2 separate regions of the Drosophila melanogaster genome follow, and region 1 is linked to region 2. A link is a contact called in public Hi-C data. All regions are on one chromosome and are shown on one strand. The core of a region is the stretch at or near the end of the contact, and the rest is flanking DNA. Distances in the headings are between cores, read along the strand shown.

The links. Hi-C and Micro-C count contacts between places; a contact is called where the count stands out from the background.
Region 1: a Hi-C map of the Kc167 cell line shows a contact between it and region 2, with 2.0 times the contacts expected there. A contact is called at or near these places in 5 of 107 Hi-C or Micro-C datasets (the D17-c3 cell line, the Kc167 cell line, embryo and 1 more).

What each region holds. Positions count from the first base shown.
Region 1 is chr3L:16,782,452-16,789,616 of dm6, forward strand. eIF3e (eukaryotic translation initiation factor 3 subunit e) reads right to left here and starts at 4,490. Exons shown (of 3, transcript NM_058037.5): 1 at 4,293-4,490; 2 at 3,806-4,198; 3 at 2,791-3,719. The coding sequence starts at 4,382. The coding sequence ends at 2,895. CG9674 reads right to left here. Exons shown (of 15, transcript NM_176339.2): 13 at 7,008-7,165; 14 at 6,211-6,869; 15 at 5,122-6,092. The coding sequence ends at 5,959. It overlaps CG9706, which reads left to right and starts at 559. Exons shown (of 3, transcript NM_140664.4): 1 at 559-794; 2 at 857-2,261; 3 at 2,427-2,795. The coding sequence starts at 858. The coding sequence ends at 2,600.
Region 2 is chr3L:16,382,708-16,389,814 of dm6, forward strand. RAF2 (RING-associated factor 2) reads left to right here and starts at 3,620. Exons shown (of 7, transcript NM_168664.2): 1 at 3,620-3,863; 2 at 3,919-4,249; 3 at 4,314-6,641; 4 at 6,698-6,913; 5 at 6,972-7,107. The coding sequence starts at 3,930. Agpat3 (1-Acylglycerol-3-phosphate O-acyltransferase 3) reads right to left here and starts at 3,250. Exons shown (of 5, transcript NM_140631.2): 1 at 3,113-3,250; 2 at 1,220-1,406; 3 at 624-1,159; 4 at 1-32. The coding sequence starts at 1,400.

The DNA of each region.
Region 1 (7,165 bases), core at 3,240-5,739, 400 kb after region 2:
GGAGTTATCAGCATGGAGTGTGTATTGTACGCACAATTGCGGTCAGCATAATAGCCGCTTGCTTGTATGTGTTCTAATAAAATTTTATGCAAAATTATTAATCTTACGTTTTTATTACGGCATCTAAATGTTCATTTTAGATATTAGCTAATGTCTGATTGTAATATCACGATATTCATAACATGGCAAAATATTGTTTTAGCCGCAGCTGTAACTTGTATTTAATTTAGTGGTGTATCTTATCTGCAGTGAAAGCAGATACTTTTTGCAGCCCAAAGCATACATGAATTTTTGGCTCACTATTGAAAATATATTTCCTGCGTTCTGCAGAAAATCGAAACCGTAACATATTCAATAAAAAAAAACCAACCTTTTTGCCACAATAGATACCTAAAGATTTCCGCCCGCTAAATTTATCAAGTAGAGCCATAAATAGCCAAACCAACTCATACTCCTAAAATTATGGATTTCCATTTCGTAAGTCTCCCGCCACTCAGTTTGAATTTCGAATGATTAGTGTGACCATGCGGCGGTTTATAGCAACTGCATGCGTAGTGCGACAGAGAGTTGCTATAAAAATATATTGGAACGTCAACAAACATATGCCACGAAAGAAAATATTCCGATTCAACGGAAAATGAATTAATTAAAGACCGAACTGGCAGATATTCAGAAAGCCATTCGATCGTACATTTAACCAAATTAAAGGCATCGAGGGAATTGTATCGGGAAAATACGTAAAAAGCTCTACATTTGAGTGACGTGGTGTTATTTGTTGGTGATTAGAAAAACAGGTGAGCCTGTGGCCCCCAAACTAGCATGTCTTTATAATATATACCTATCGCTATTTGATCAGCATGTCCGCCATAAGGAGAAAGCCAACGGGCAGCAATGCCGACCAGGAGTTGCTCATCGACGAGCCACCAAAGTCGGAAAAGGTGGCGGAGCACCAGAAACCAGATATTCGTGGAGACCGGAGGAATATAGCCATACTGCTGTTCCTGTACGTTCTACAGGGCATTCCCATCGGGCTCATAGCAGCCATACCAATGTTGCTGCAAAATAGAGGAGCTAGCTACAAACAACAGGCGGAGTTTTCATTCGCCTACTGGCCATTCAGCTTAAAGCTGCTGTGGGCTCCAATTGTGGATTCCCTGTACATCCGGCGATTTGGACGCCGGAAATCGTGGCTAGTCCCAGTGCAATACCTTCTGGGAGCCTTTATGTTACTCCTCTCCCTCCACGTGGATCGCTGGCTGGGCGGGAACGGTGTCGATCCCAATGTGCCGCTCCTGACGCTGCTCTTCTTCCTGCTTAACTTCCTGGCTGCCACTCAGGACATCGCCGTGGATGGCTGGGCCTTGACCATGCTGAAGCGATGCAATGTTGGATACGCATCCACCTGCAATAGCGTGGGCCAAACAGCTGGCTACTTCTTGGGCTATGTGGTGTTCATTGCCCTGGAGTCCAAGGATTTCTGCAACACCTACATAAGAGACGTGCCACTCGAGGATGGCATGATCACATTGCCCCGTTTCCTTTGGTTCTGGGGCATTACATTTGTGGTAGCCACTACTTTGGTGGCAATTTTCAAGAAGGAGAACGACATCGAAGACGCGCATATGGACGCTCGCTACACGGAGGAGCACGAGTTGAACATCCATGAGAGCTACAAGATATTGTGGGACATGGTGTGCATGCGTCCCGTCCAAATTCTGGCTGTAATTCTGCTCACCGTGAAGGTCACGTTCGCAGCCTCTGATGCAGTGACCAGCTTAAAACTCATTGACGCTGGTGTACCGAAGGATAAGCTGGCTTTACTCGCCATTCCCCTAATTCCTCTGCAGCTCATTCTGCCGCTGGCGGTCGGTCGATATACGAACGGACCACGTCCGATGGACGTCTATCTGAAGGCCATTCCCTATCGCATCATCATGGCAACAGTGGCCACTGGCTTGGCCTACATCACACCCTATATTGTCCGTGGAGGAGCCGTGCCTGCTTATTACTACGTCCTGCTGATCACCAGTTATGCCATCTACCAAGTATTCCTGTACTCCATGTTTGTGGCCGCCATGGCCTTTTTCGCCAAGATCTCCGATCCAGCCGTCGGTGGCACTTACATGACATTTTTGAACACATTGTGCAATCTGGGCGGTAATTGGCCCAACACAGTGGTGTTGTGGTTGGTGGACGTGCTCACCTGGAAGCAGTGCTCCAATAATGCGGAAAATACCTGCCAGGGCAAGGAGGAGCAACAGGTGAGTGCTCAGAGAGAGATTCTACAGCATACAAGATTATTATTATTATTGTATATGGATACATATGTATGGTGAAAGTTTTACCCCAAACCAGGAAAAGATAAACTTTGCCAGTTATGAGATAAAAGTAACTAAACAAATATTTTTCTTAATTTTCTCCCGCAGAGCTGTGAAGCGTCGGCTGGCAAGTGCGAGATAACCTTCGATGGGTACTACTTGGAGTCGGGCATTTGCGTTCTGTACGGCATAGTGTGGCTGCTGCTGGTGCGCAAATGGATCGTTTACTTGCAGGACCTGCCCGTCAGATCCTGGTTGGTGGTCAAGCAGAAATCGCGGTAGCAATCAATAGTGTGATCCGGGGCCAGATCGTCATAAAGATCCAGCACCCACTTGTAGGTACAAACAACTAATTCTAGGATTAGCAGACGTTTGCATTCTGTAGGCTAGCGAAATTACAAATTCCCGCCTTGGTATTGTTTTTTGTATAACTAATTTTGATTCCGAAGGAAATAAAATCAAATGTTGAATTGAGCGAATGAGTAAGATGTTAATTTATTCGCTCGACTGCGCGCAATCATCGGTTTTTAAAGGGTACAAAGAGTCTTAACTTAATTGTGGATAAAAAGTCAGCAACTAGTAGTACTTCCAGGAGTCGGCCGACTCCTGATTCTGCTTCTGCTTGCTCTTGCGCTCAATCAAACCTGCCAAATGCTCCGACCGCATGGACAGCGAGTCGATCTTCTCCACCAGCTGCTGATAGGGACTCAAGGGCTGGGTGCCCATCACCACATGACCCAGTTTCGAATCGATCTTGGCATTCAGACGGGCATTGCGGATAAGGTTGACGATCCAGCACTCAGCCTCGTTGGGCTTCATGTTCAGCTTATCGGCCAGCATGCTGATGGTGATGCACTGGTGGATGCGGCAGAATGTCTCGAAGATCATCAAGCGGGCATCCTCCACGAACTCATTCAGGCAGGCCACGATGAAGAAGTCGTTGAGGATCACCGTCTGGCACTCGTGCAGCTTCAGACGCGCTCCCTCGAAATCAAAGTTCACGTACAGACACTCCAGAAACTCGGTGATGGGATCGCGGTACGTGTACGACTCCTGTTGGATCACCTTGATCAAATCCTTTAGAGCATTGCGGCGGGTGCGGTTGATGACTACGGCGGTGGCCAAGTAACGCATGATGTGCGGACACATTGTCTGAATGGCGTTCAAATACAGGGGCTTGTACAGGAACATCTCAATAATGAGATCGCGTCCCTTGGGGTGATTGAAGAAGACCAGGACCGACCAGTGGATCAGCCAGGTGCGTTGCTGCAGGGCCTGGATGGTGCTGAAGTTGGCGTTGTCAATGTAGTCGCGCAAACGCGTCAGATCCTCCAGAGCAGTGTTCCAGTTGAGGGTCAGAATCTCGGCGGCCAGCTTGCCCCACAGCACATTAAGGTAGTTCTGCAAAATTTGGGAGACAATATCAATTAATATTCTTGTTTTAGTGGTTTTTGCCGCTTTTCATGTTAATTTAGCTCCATACGCACCTTGTCGTTGGGCGACATGACGATGAGGCAGAAGTACAGGTAAGAGGTGGACTCCTGATAGTTGCCGCACTCGTAGAGGTACTTGGCCAGCTTGTAGGCGCTCTCCAGGTGCTCCACCTTAAAATTGTAGTCCTTCTGAAGGGCGTTGACGAAGGTCTTCGAGTCCTTCATGCTCTCACCGTTCTTAAGAATGTCGGTGGCCTTCATGATGGGTGCCACCTCGTTCTGCAGCTGCTTAAGCGTGGCCAGGACCTCCGCCTTGCGCTGCACGAGCTCCTCGGGCATCTCCTGGCTGAGATTGAGACGCTTGCGGGTGTCCATCGTGTAATCGATCATGTTCGTCTTGTTCACCGTCTCCAAAATGTACTCCAGCAGCTCCTGCTGGTTGTAGATCTGCAACGAAAGTCACACATATGAAGATTTCCCATAGTTATGTACTGGTGACTCGGCAACCGCCAGCGGAGCACCGCCTGGTCGCTTTTCTAACCTCCTTGCCGCACAAGAACTCCAGCAGCGGGAAGGTCAAATGCCTGTCCAAAAACTGGCAATTGATGCGTGTCAGATCGAAATTGGCCATGATTGCAGCTGTTTTACTATGTTTTCACAATTAAATTTACACGCAAAATCGGCAGAAAAATACGCGTGCGAGGGCCGACAGTGTGCCCAGAGACGAAAAGAGTGACGCCCGCTCAGAGTTACCAGAGTGTGGTATTTCCACGACATTAAATACCATGACCCTGAAGCCGTATTTTTTTCAAGCTTTCAAAGTGGCGCATTTATTTAAAATAAAATTAAGTCATTGAAACAACTTTCAAAAAATACTCAATTTTCAAAATTTCTATTATCTTAGCATGGCTATTATAGCAATAAAAAATTATTATTTCAATTGTGGCGCCCAGACTGAAACCCGGTCTGGCATCACGGCGAAAAGAGGTACTAACGCCAAGACCTTTCCTGGAGGACGATATCTTCTGTCTTCTTATCGTCAGACTGGACACACTGGAACTTCAGCTCCGCTCGTAACAAGCTTACGGCATAAAACAACAAGATATTGTACTTAGTAATTAAATAAAGCGGTAACTACATAAGTTACCATACAATGAATTTAAAGAAATATTATTAAATATTTTCTACATTACAATGGTTTCTCATTCCTTTAAAGTTATACGCTTTACGTAAAATACCAATAATTTTAAATTACAAGGTATACATATAACAAAGGTTTTTAATTTCAAAAAGACGTTGCCTCTCTTTTCAAGCTATTAATAAATATATTTCCCATGCCAAATTCAAAACACAAATATCAACTCATCGGAGAAATGCTTTTTAATAATTTGAATATTTATTTCATCAAATACTTGCACATAAATATATTTATATAGAGATGTCTGTATAAGGGTATACATTTGGGTTAAATATGTTTTGTATAAATTGTGTAATTCTTTGTATTCGCACATTCAACTGCCAAAGAGCAGATTTGTTTTAACAATAGCCACTTAGGTACATTTGCGGTCAACGGTCGAATGCAGTTCAAAACACAAAAACAACATCTAAAAAATGCGTTTCGATATTGGCCGAGTTTAATACATTTCTCTTTCTGTATATACGATTTATGGATTGTATATAGGATGGTGGAGATCAGCATATCAATTTTCACTTCATATATTTCGTTTGCATAGATTAGGCAACTCAAGCTAAAACAACATTGAAAAAATGCATTTTCTAAATATTTAATGTTCAATTAATTTTCATTTTAACGATAACGGTAAGTTTCTAGTTATTGTCCTTAGATTTTTTGTTGGATATTCGATTTCCGTTAAGATATACATATTGATTGGCTTCAATCAGAATTTCAGTTTGCACTCTTAATTGACTCCTGCCGCATCATCATCATCATCATCATCATCATATGGAGGGCATCTCGACGAACCACTAACAATTCCCAGCCAGCTTTGCGATCAAAATAAAACTAAATGAAACGTGTTTCGTTTTGGTTTGGTGTGTAAAAAACTCAAGTCTTTTTAGTGTAAACTAAACTAAAATCGCGAAAATAAAAATCACAAATCGTTAAAGAATTTCGCACTATAGGCTAAGGACGATGCACGCACACAAAACTTGATATTAGCTGCTCTGGCTGCCTCTGTGGATCCTCTTTAGGATGTCGCGATGACGCCACCAGGTCCTGGAAGCCCACTGGGACGGCCGGTCAGATAGGAATCGACCTGTCGTGCGGCCTGGCGACCCTCGGTAATGGCCCAGACGACCAGCGACTGGCCACGCCGGCAATCTGCAAAGGACAGAAGATAAATTAACATTTTTGTTATGCAAAGATACAGAAATCATTCAATGATTGATGTGATTAACTCTTAATACTAAGCCTATTACTTAGTAGACATAAAACTGACCTCCTGCCGCAAAGACCTTGGAGTTCGAGGTGCCATACTGTCCGTTGGATGCCTTGATGTTGCCGCGCGGGTCCAGCTCCAGGCCCAGTTCGCTCGGCACCGTCTTCTCCGGACCCAGGAAGCCCATGGCCAGGAGAATAAGGTCTGCGGGGAAGTACTTCTCCGAACCGGCCACCTCCTGCATGCGCCACTGGCCCGTTTCCGTCTTGGTCCACTCAACCTCGACGGTGTTCACGCCCTTGATGGCTCCATTTTCGCCCACGAACTCCTTGGTGGTGGTGCAGTACTGGCGCGGATCTTTGCCCCACTTCAGCTTCACCTCCTCGTGACCGTAGTCCACGCGGAAGACCTTCGGCCACTGAGGCCAGGGGTTGTCCTGAGCACGCTTCTGTGGCGGTTCCGGAAGGATCTCGAATGTAGTGATACTCTTGGCGCCTTGACGCAACGACGTGGCAATGCAATCGCATCCGGTATCGCCACCGCCGATGATGATCACATTCTTGCCAGCGGCAGATATTATATCATTCTTTCCGCCCAGCTGCTTCTTCTGCTGCGCCTCCAGGAATTCCATGGCAAAGTGAATGCCCTTCAGGTCACGGTTGGCGAGCGGCAAGTCACGTGGCCAGGTGGAGCCAGTGGTGAGGAGGACGGCATCATACCTGTTGAAAATTTCGAGAGTAATAAGTACAGGTGTTTTAGACTAAATATTCTATTAAAACTTGAGGACTGATTTAACCCAATCATGGCAAAATCGTCAAAAATCAGCTAGATCACCTAAAATGTTCAATTATACTTACTCCTGCAGCAGTTGCTCGGCCTTGAGGTCCTTGCCCACATGGACATTGGTGCGGAACTCGATACCCTCGTCAGCCATCAGATCTACCCGCCGCTTGACCACCTCCTTGGAAAGCTTCATCGTGGGAATACCATACTGCAAAAGTCCACCAACGCGATC
Region 2 (7,107 bases), core at 2,370-4,869:
CCATGCAGCAAACTCAGCATTGTGGCGGGGGTCTGAAAGTTCAATTGCAAGTTAATTAAGTCCGGTAAATAGCCTTTTAGTAGCTAAAACTGTAGTATCTTTATAAGCATCTTTTATAACTCACTTCTGCGAGTTTAATTTAAAACCATAATAAATTTGCAATTTGCTAAATTCTATGCACTTATCATTAGAACGCCAAATTACTCAGTTAAAAAATTAAGGTTGCTATGCTGGCTAAAGTGCTAATAATACTGATGACACGTCAAAGGTAAGGAAAATAAACCAAAATAAGGAAAATAAGTTATAAAAATTACCACTTGATTAACCTTGAAATGTTTGCTCATTCTAATCGGTATCTTTAAGAGCATCGATCTTAAGAAATCGTGACTCTTAAAAGAGGCAGTGAAGTAAATGAGCAAAATAATCGGATTAAACGAAAAGAAATTTGATTAGACCAAAGCAATCAGACAGGTATTGTCGAACAGGCTGATTAGCCTTATCAAAAATATACATGAGAAGCTTTGCCATGCAGAATTCTGCATTAAATGTATGGCACAATAAAATACAGTATTATATAACTAAAGCACTTAAATGAAGTGCTTGAAGTTTGCCGTTATAATTACCTTATCTGTGGGCCTGTACGCTAGATTAATGTCGTAGATTACCGGACAGAGACCGCGGATGGGTGCCAAGCTGGCGGTGAATCCCTTGGTGCGCGGGATCAAATGGTGCTTCAGCACCGTCATGCCCCTCTCCTGGGCGAATTTTACGGATGCCTCGTGCTTGGCGGGAGTGAAGCGAGTGCCCTCGGCGTTGAGCAAAAGCCAGGTGGGATCGGGATAGGAGAAGACCACCTTGAGCTGTTCGGTGATGATGGTCTTGTCCTGGTCGAAGTTTCGATTGAGGAAGACGAACTCGGCCAGCCACCAGCCCCAGCCGATGATGGGCACGTAGCGGATTGCCTTCTTCGCATAGGCCTTGCAGTTGCCCAGCACGCCCAACTTTTCGCAGATCATCCAGCCGTTGAGCCAATCGATCTCGTATTTATGGTTCATGATCAGAAGGACGTGTTCCTTGCCGGCATGCTTCTCGAAGTCCTCCTTGTCCATGTAGACAGTCATCTTGCTGCCGGCATACCAATCGGACACGAAGATAAGTTCTAAGGGATTGGAGGTATTATGTTTCTACTTCGAATCGGAACTGGTCAGGATATACTCACGGGAGTAAAGCGAATAGCAGGCATAGTACATCAACTTGCGGAAGAGTCGCTTGTCTATGGGCTTGATAAAGACGTGCATCAGCAGCTGGATAAAGTTGATGCACAGCCCGCTGGTAAAGAAGGTGAGCGCGATGCACAGGTGTATCAGTCTCAATTGTTTCAGCTTCTCCAGGGAACCCATTTTGATCTGCAAATAGCGATGTTTAACCAATAAAACGGCTGTCTTTACGTAATCACTACTTTAATTGTAGGTTGTTCTCCCGGTAGTGCTCGTAAACCCGCACTTTATGGTCCCAACGGTGGAACACCTAGTTTATGACCACTACACAAGGTCCCGCACTCACACAAGAGCTGCGTTTTCTTCAATTAAAAGCACGCGGCCAAGTTAAAAGAAATCGTGAAATCCGGGAAGGCAACCACCTGCACCACCAGCTGGCAATGGACTGGGGCAACCGCCGCACGGCAGAGATATTCGCCAGATATCAGCGGGAGCTATAGCCCATAGCCCTATAGGCTATAGCTTTTGCTAAGGCCGCTGCCGGAGGAGGAATCTAATCAGCCTTGGCCAATCGATGACTTCTCCGTTGGAAATAGCTACAGCCGCTGTGGACAAAGTCCGCCTGTCCGACGGATAGTCATTATGGGGCAGATACTCGCACTTCACAGTGGAAGCTCGCGAAAGTCAATAATCTTTAGAATGAGTGGGTTTATGGGGACCAAAGTGTGCAAACAGTTTAGCAAAAAATTGATGACAGTTAGGTGTCATTTTTTACATTTTGTACATGGAGATGTTTTAAAAAAGTACTAAAGTTTTACGACCGTTTTAATTATGAGTAAAAACGACAACTTTAAAACTTTAAACTAATTAAATCATTTCATTAAGGCGTTTAGCTATTCATATTTCTTATTAAATAATACTTGGCTTCGGATATTTTAGATATTTCAATTTAAGCAAATTTAAATAAGTTTCGAAACGATTTTCGGATTTTAAATAAACTAAAGTAATAGGTATTATATATTGAGATTATTATTTAAATGATCATGATTTACTTAAATTATGATTTAAAACATGTCAGCGGATAAAGTTTATCAAAGAAGTTTTTATTTGTATTTCTACAAAGTTATAAACAATGGTTGTAAAACGACCAATGATAAAGGTCAATCTTTTGTTTTGACACGTAATATAAAACTGGGACTGCATATATTTACATGCACAATGGAACGCACTACGTTTTTGTAATAGAAATGAATGCATTCAGTTGACAAGCACTGCTTTTTTTAAATTTCTTATTTCTTCCTATGATAATGGGATTTAAATCCAATGAAAAAAGGAGTACTTTTCATGCCATTTCTTATGCACACCGCCATTAGCTGAATCAACCGAAAATTCGCCGGGCCGAATTGATTGTATTTTTGATGCACTCAATTGGTGACCCCGACGTTGATTGCTGAACCCATTGTATTGAATTAGTTTACTTTTTCGATCGTCCACTTTACATACAACAAAAGAGTTCTTGTGCACGACCATGCGATTGTGTGCGTGTGAGCATGCATATACGTATGCATGTGCTCAGCTGGCGCACGTGTGCGAGTGTGTGTGTTTGGGAGAGGCGTGGGGTGGCGTGACGTGGTTAACATTTATGGTTATCAGTTCGCGATCTGCAAGGCAATAGCCACCCACAAACGATCAATAAACAAAGTCCTATTTAAAGGTATGTCTATCTGCAGCTGCGCCGTTCTTATCGGTTATTCCCTGTTACGCATATGCACATATATATACAGACACTGTCGGTCGTGCCCTTTGTTTACGAGTGTCACTGGGCGGGAATCGGTTGCTAAACACTGGTCACTACTATATGGTTATCACTCGGCGGCGTCGTGCCCGCCATTTACCTTTTTGGCAATGTTTTTGTGCGAATTGATTTGTTTTCTTTTGTAAGCCAAACGGTATGACCGTTCGAGTGCAATGACGATGACACCGGTGAACAAACGGAAAATCGCCACTTTTGCCTTTAGTATTTTTCAATATTTAATATTTGCCACCAGGGCTGTCAGGTTGCAATGTTGTAAAGGAAATCTGAATAATTTGGCTAACGATCTGCACTACAACTTATAGCTTATTAATGATTGATTTTTGATCTACGCTAACTTTTCCATAAATCAAAAAATGAAACTCTAGTGAGTAACTTATTCTAATATAGTTATTTGGTTTTTAGATATGAAATGACCGAATACCCCGAAACTAGTAATATTTAATAAGATTACTAGATTACTTTAATTTAATAAGATTAAAAATTTGTTTGCTTGGTTTACCTAACTAAGAACTAGTTGGAAGAACATATTTTATTCAGTATTATTTAAAGACTTTCCCAAAAGTGGTTACCCTATTGGTTTGCGTCCATACTAAATGCCTGTCAAAATTATTCGCAGAATTGAACGGCGAATTTTTTTTCGCATTTGGAAATTGGATTTTTGCTGAAAGTAAACGCTTTAAAACTGGTATAAACCCGAATTAGCCTATTTGGGGACTTGGGCCATTGTTTTAAGTGGTTTTCAGCAACTGAAAAGGTGAGCCCGTCGGCGGATTAGAATATTCAACCGGCAGACGATTTTTTGTTGGCCAAAAATTTGCAGACGTGAGCGCGTGAGTTTTTGAGGGGGTTAATGCCAAAAGATGTACATACCTGACCGTCGTCCAGTTGCAGGCCTAATGTCCAACGAGATCTACGACTCCTCCAATTCGCAGCTAAGTAGCGACGAGTATAGCCACGAGGAGGAGGAATACGACGCTCTAATGGACGCGGCGGTGAGCAAGCAACGACCCCAAAAGACAAAATCCAAGGGATCCGAGTCCGAGAAACCCGGAAATGGAGCTCCAGAATCGGCGGCTGCCACTGAGAAAAATGAAAAGCCAGATGACGATGCGGTGCCACCTTCCACGCGCTCAGAAACAATTCGGCGGATCCGGCAATTGCAGTTACAGCGTGGCAGGCTGCCCAATCTTTACTTCAAGCGTCGCAGTATTCGTTGGTAAGGCTTACTTCCCAAAGAACCTACTGAAACTGTAATCCTATCTTATCCGATCACACTTCAGGCTGCGACCCAATAAAATGGACTACAACAGCTATTTTGACGGCCTGAAGGACTTGCTGCCCAAGCGTAAATTGAAGCACCTGGTTCGCTTCCATGACAGGCAGCGCAGAACCTACGACAGCAGGAGCATCAGTCGTAGTCGCAGCCACAGCCGCAGTCTTAGCCGAAGTTGCAGTCGCAGTCGTAGTCGTAGCTATTCTCGCAGCCGCAGCGGCAGTGGTTCGCCGGAACTCATTTGCCTTGACGACACGGAGAACGAGGATTCGCCTGAGAAACCAGAGCAAGAGCCGGCAAGGGTTACGCCCATCAAGGAAAATAAGCCTACGCTTCCGGCTCCACCCCAACTAAACTACGAGCTGCCAGAAAGGAAGAAAGCAAACCCACTTGGAAACAACGAAAACGGTGCCTCTATCCTCGACGAGTTCCTGGTAAAGAAGGATCCCCAGGAACCGGTCTTCGACTACGGTAAACTCTCAGCGTGTCGGGAATTGGAACAGGCTCTAAAGGACCGGTCGCGAGATGCGCCAAATGAGGCAGAGTCGCTTGTGGTTGATGCCACTCTTAAAAGACGCCGTTCGGTAACACCGCCCGCTAGCGAAGAGAAGCGCAACAATGAAGTCGAGGATGATAATATAATTGGGTTTTCAACGGTGCAGCAACAGAAGCCAATGGAGGCAGCTCCACCATTAAATCTAAGAATGCCCACCACTCCATCGACTAATCCTCTTCAGCGTCAGCAGGCTTTTAAGCTGAGCACACCGTATACCCTGGCTCCGCCTACTGCCGCCAAGCAAGCTGACACTTACAGTTTAAATACTCCACCGCCAACGGCCACCCAAATGCAGATATCCTATCCCAACGAAAAGCTGTCAAATAACATGAAAGCTAATGCGACTTTCTCGATTCAACAGACAGCTTTATCCCAAGTCGCTGCATCCTATGCTGCTGCACCACAAGTGGCTGCCCTCGCGCAGAGAGCTCCATCTCAGGTTGCTCCACTACAACAAGCCCCCGTGCAACAGATGCACTTCCCAAGATCAGTTCCACCGCAGCAGCTTCCTCCACCACAGCAGCGAGCTCCTCCACAGCAACTGGCTACAGCTCCATTCGCTCCACCACGGCACCTGGCTCAACATAGACCATCTCCACAGCAGCTAGCTCCATCACAGCAGCTGGCTCCACCACACCAGCTAGCTCCACCACACCAGCTAGCTCCACCACAGCAGCGAGCTCCGCCACAGCAGCTAGCTCCACCACACCAGCTAGCTCCACCACACCAGCTAGCTCCACCACAGCAGCGAGCTCCGCCACAGCAGCTAGCTCCGCCACAGCAGCTAGCTCCACCACAGCAGCTAGCTCCACCACAGCAGCTAGCTCCACCACAGCAGCTAGCTCCACCACAGCAGCGAGCTCCGCCACAGCAGCGAGCTCCGCCACAGCAGCTGGCTCCGCCACAACAGCGAGCTCCCACACAGCATATGGCTCCACCACAACATATGGCTCCGCCACAGCAGCTAGCTCCAACACAGCAGCTAGCTCCTCCACCACAGCAGCTAGCGCCTCGACCACAGCAGCTAGCTCCTCCACCACAGCAACTAGCTCCTCCACCACAGCAGCTAGCTCCTCCACCACAGCAGCCAGATTCATCAAGACCAGCTTCGGTGCAGCCGTTGACCCCTCAAAGGCATGCTAGTCCACATCAGCTTGCCCAATCACAGCAGGTCCATCAATCGCCATCTCAACTGCATCCTGTTCCAGTGGCTGCTCCCAACTTTGCGGTGCCCCAACAGCCGCAACCCCGTCGATCGGAAACGGTGAGCACCCAGACGCAGGGCTTGGGGTCACCAGCGGCTTCTTCTTCGACAACCCGCCAAAAGTCATTCGTTGATCTCAATAATAGTGATGCAAACTTCCATTATCGCGTCAAAGAACTTTTCGATGAATTGAACTCGACAATGATTGATAAAATTAACTCGGTACCCCCTGATGAAGATTCATTGAAAAAAGAGCGCGAACGCATCGTTGCGGATCTTGCAGCCCTAGATAAGCTGATGGCCCAGAAAGAGGATGAATATAACCGACTGCTGTATTTGAGCTGCATTAAGAAGGAGCTGCATGAACGAATGGAGCGAAAGGAGCGCTTGATACGTATTAAGGACCTACTGCCCATCCTTATCAACAAGTGCGGCACCAAGGAGCTCAGTGAGGTAAAGGCTATGCTAGAAGAGGAAATCGATTCTCCAATGGCCTCCAAACATAGTTTGTCGGCAATTGAAAAATTACTGAATTACGCCGAGTTAAACCAGAACATCATACAGCTTCTGCGGGGGTAAATCTTTAAATGTTTAATTCTGAGAATCCCAAGTTAAAATTGATCGTTTTCAGTTCCTTGGGCTTAAATAAACGCGCACCGTCCGTGTCTCCGGCCAATTTCGAGGATGACCAAATGCTTTTTCGTAGAGATTCCTTGCCCGTAAGTCATCTATCAATGCGGGATCAGCATTACGAATCTCGGAATGCGGTAAATGACCATCTGCTAGATAGCAATCCAGACAGAGATCCGCCAGCCAAGCGACCGAAGCTAATCCACTCGCAAGACAGGTGAGAAAATACAAATAATATACTAGAACATATTATTTTAACGTCATATAATTTATAGTAACCAGGACATGGCAAGCTCCTCGACACATTTGTCAGCCAATCTTTCAGAGACGCTTCGCAAGATTAGGGCTTGGAAAAATTATTCGCATTTTAGTAACGTCTCAATGGAGGACAATAATTCGGATAATGAATCA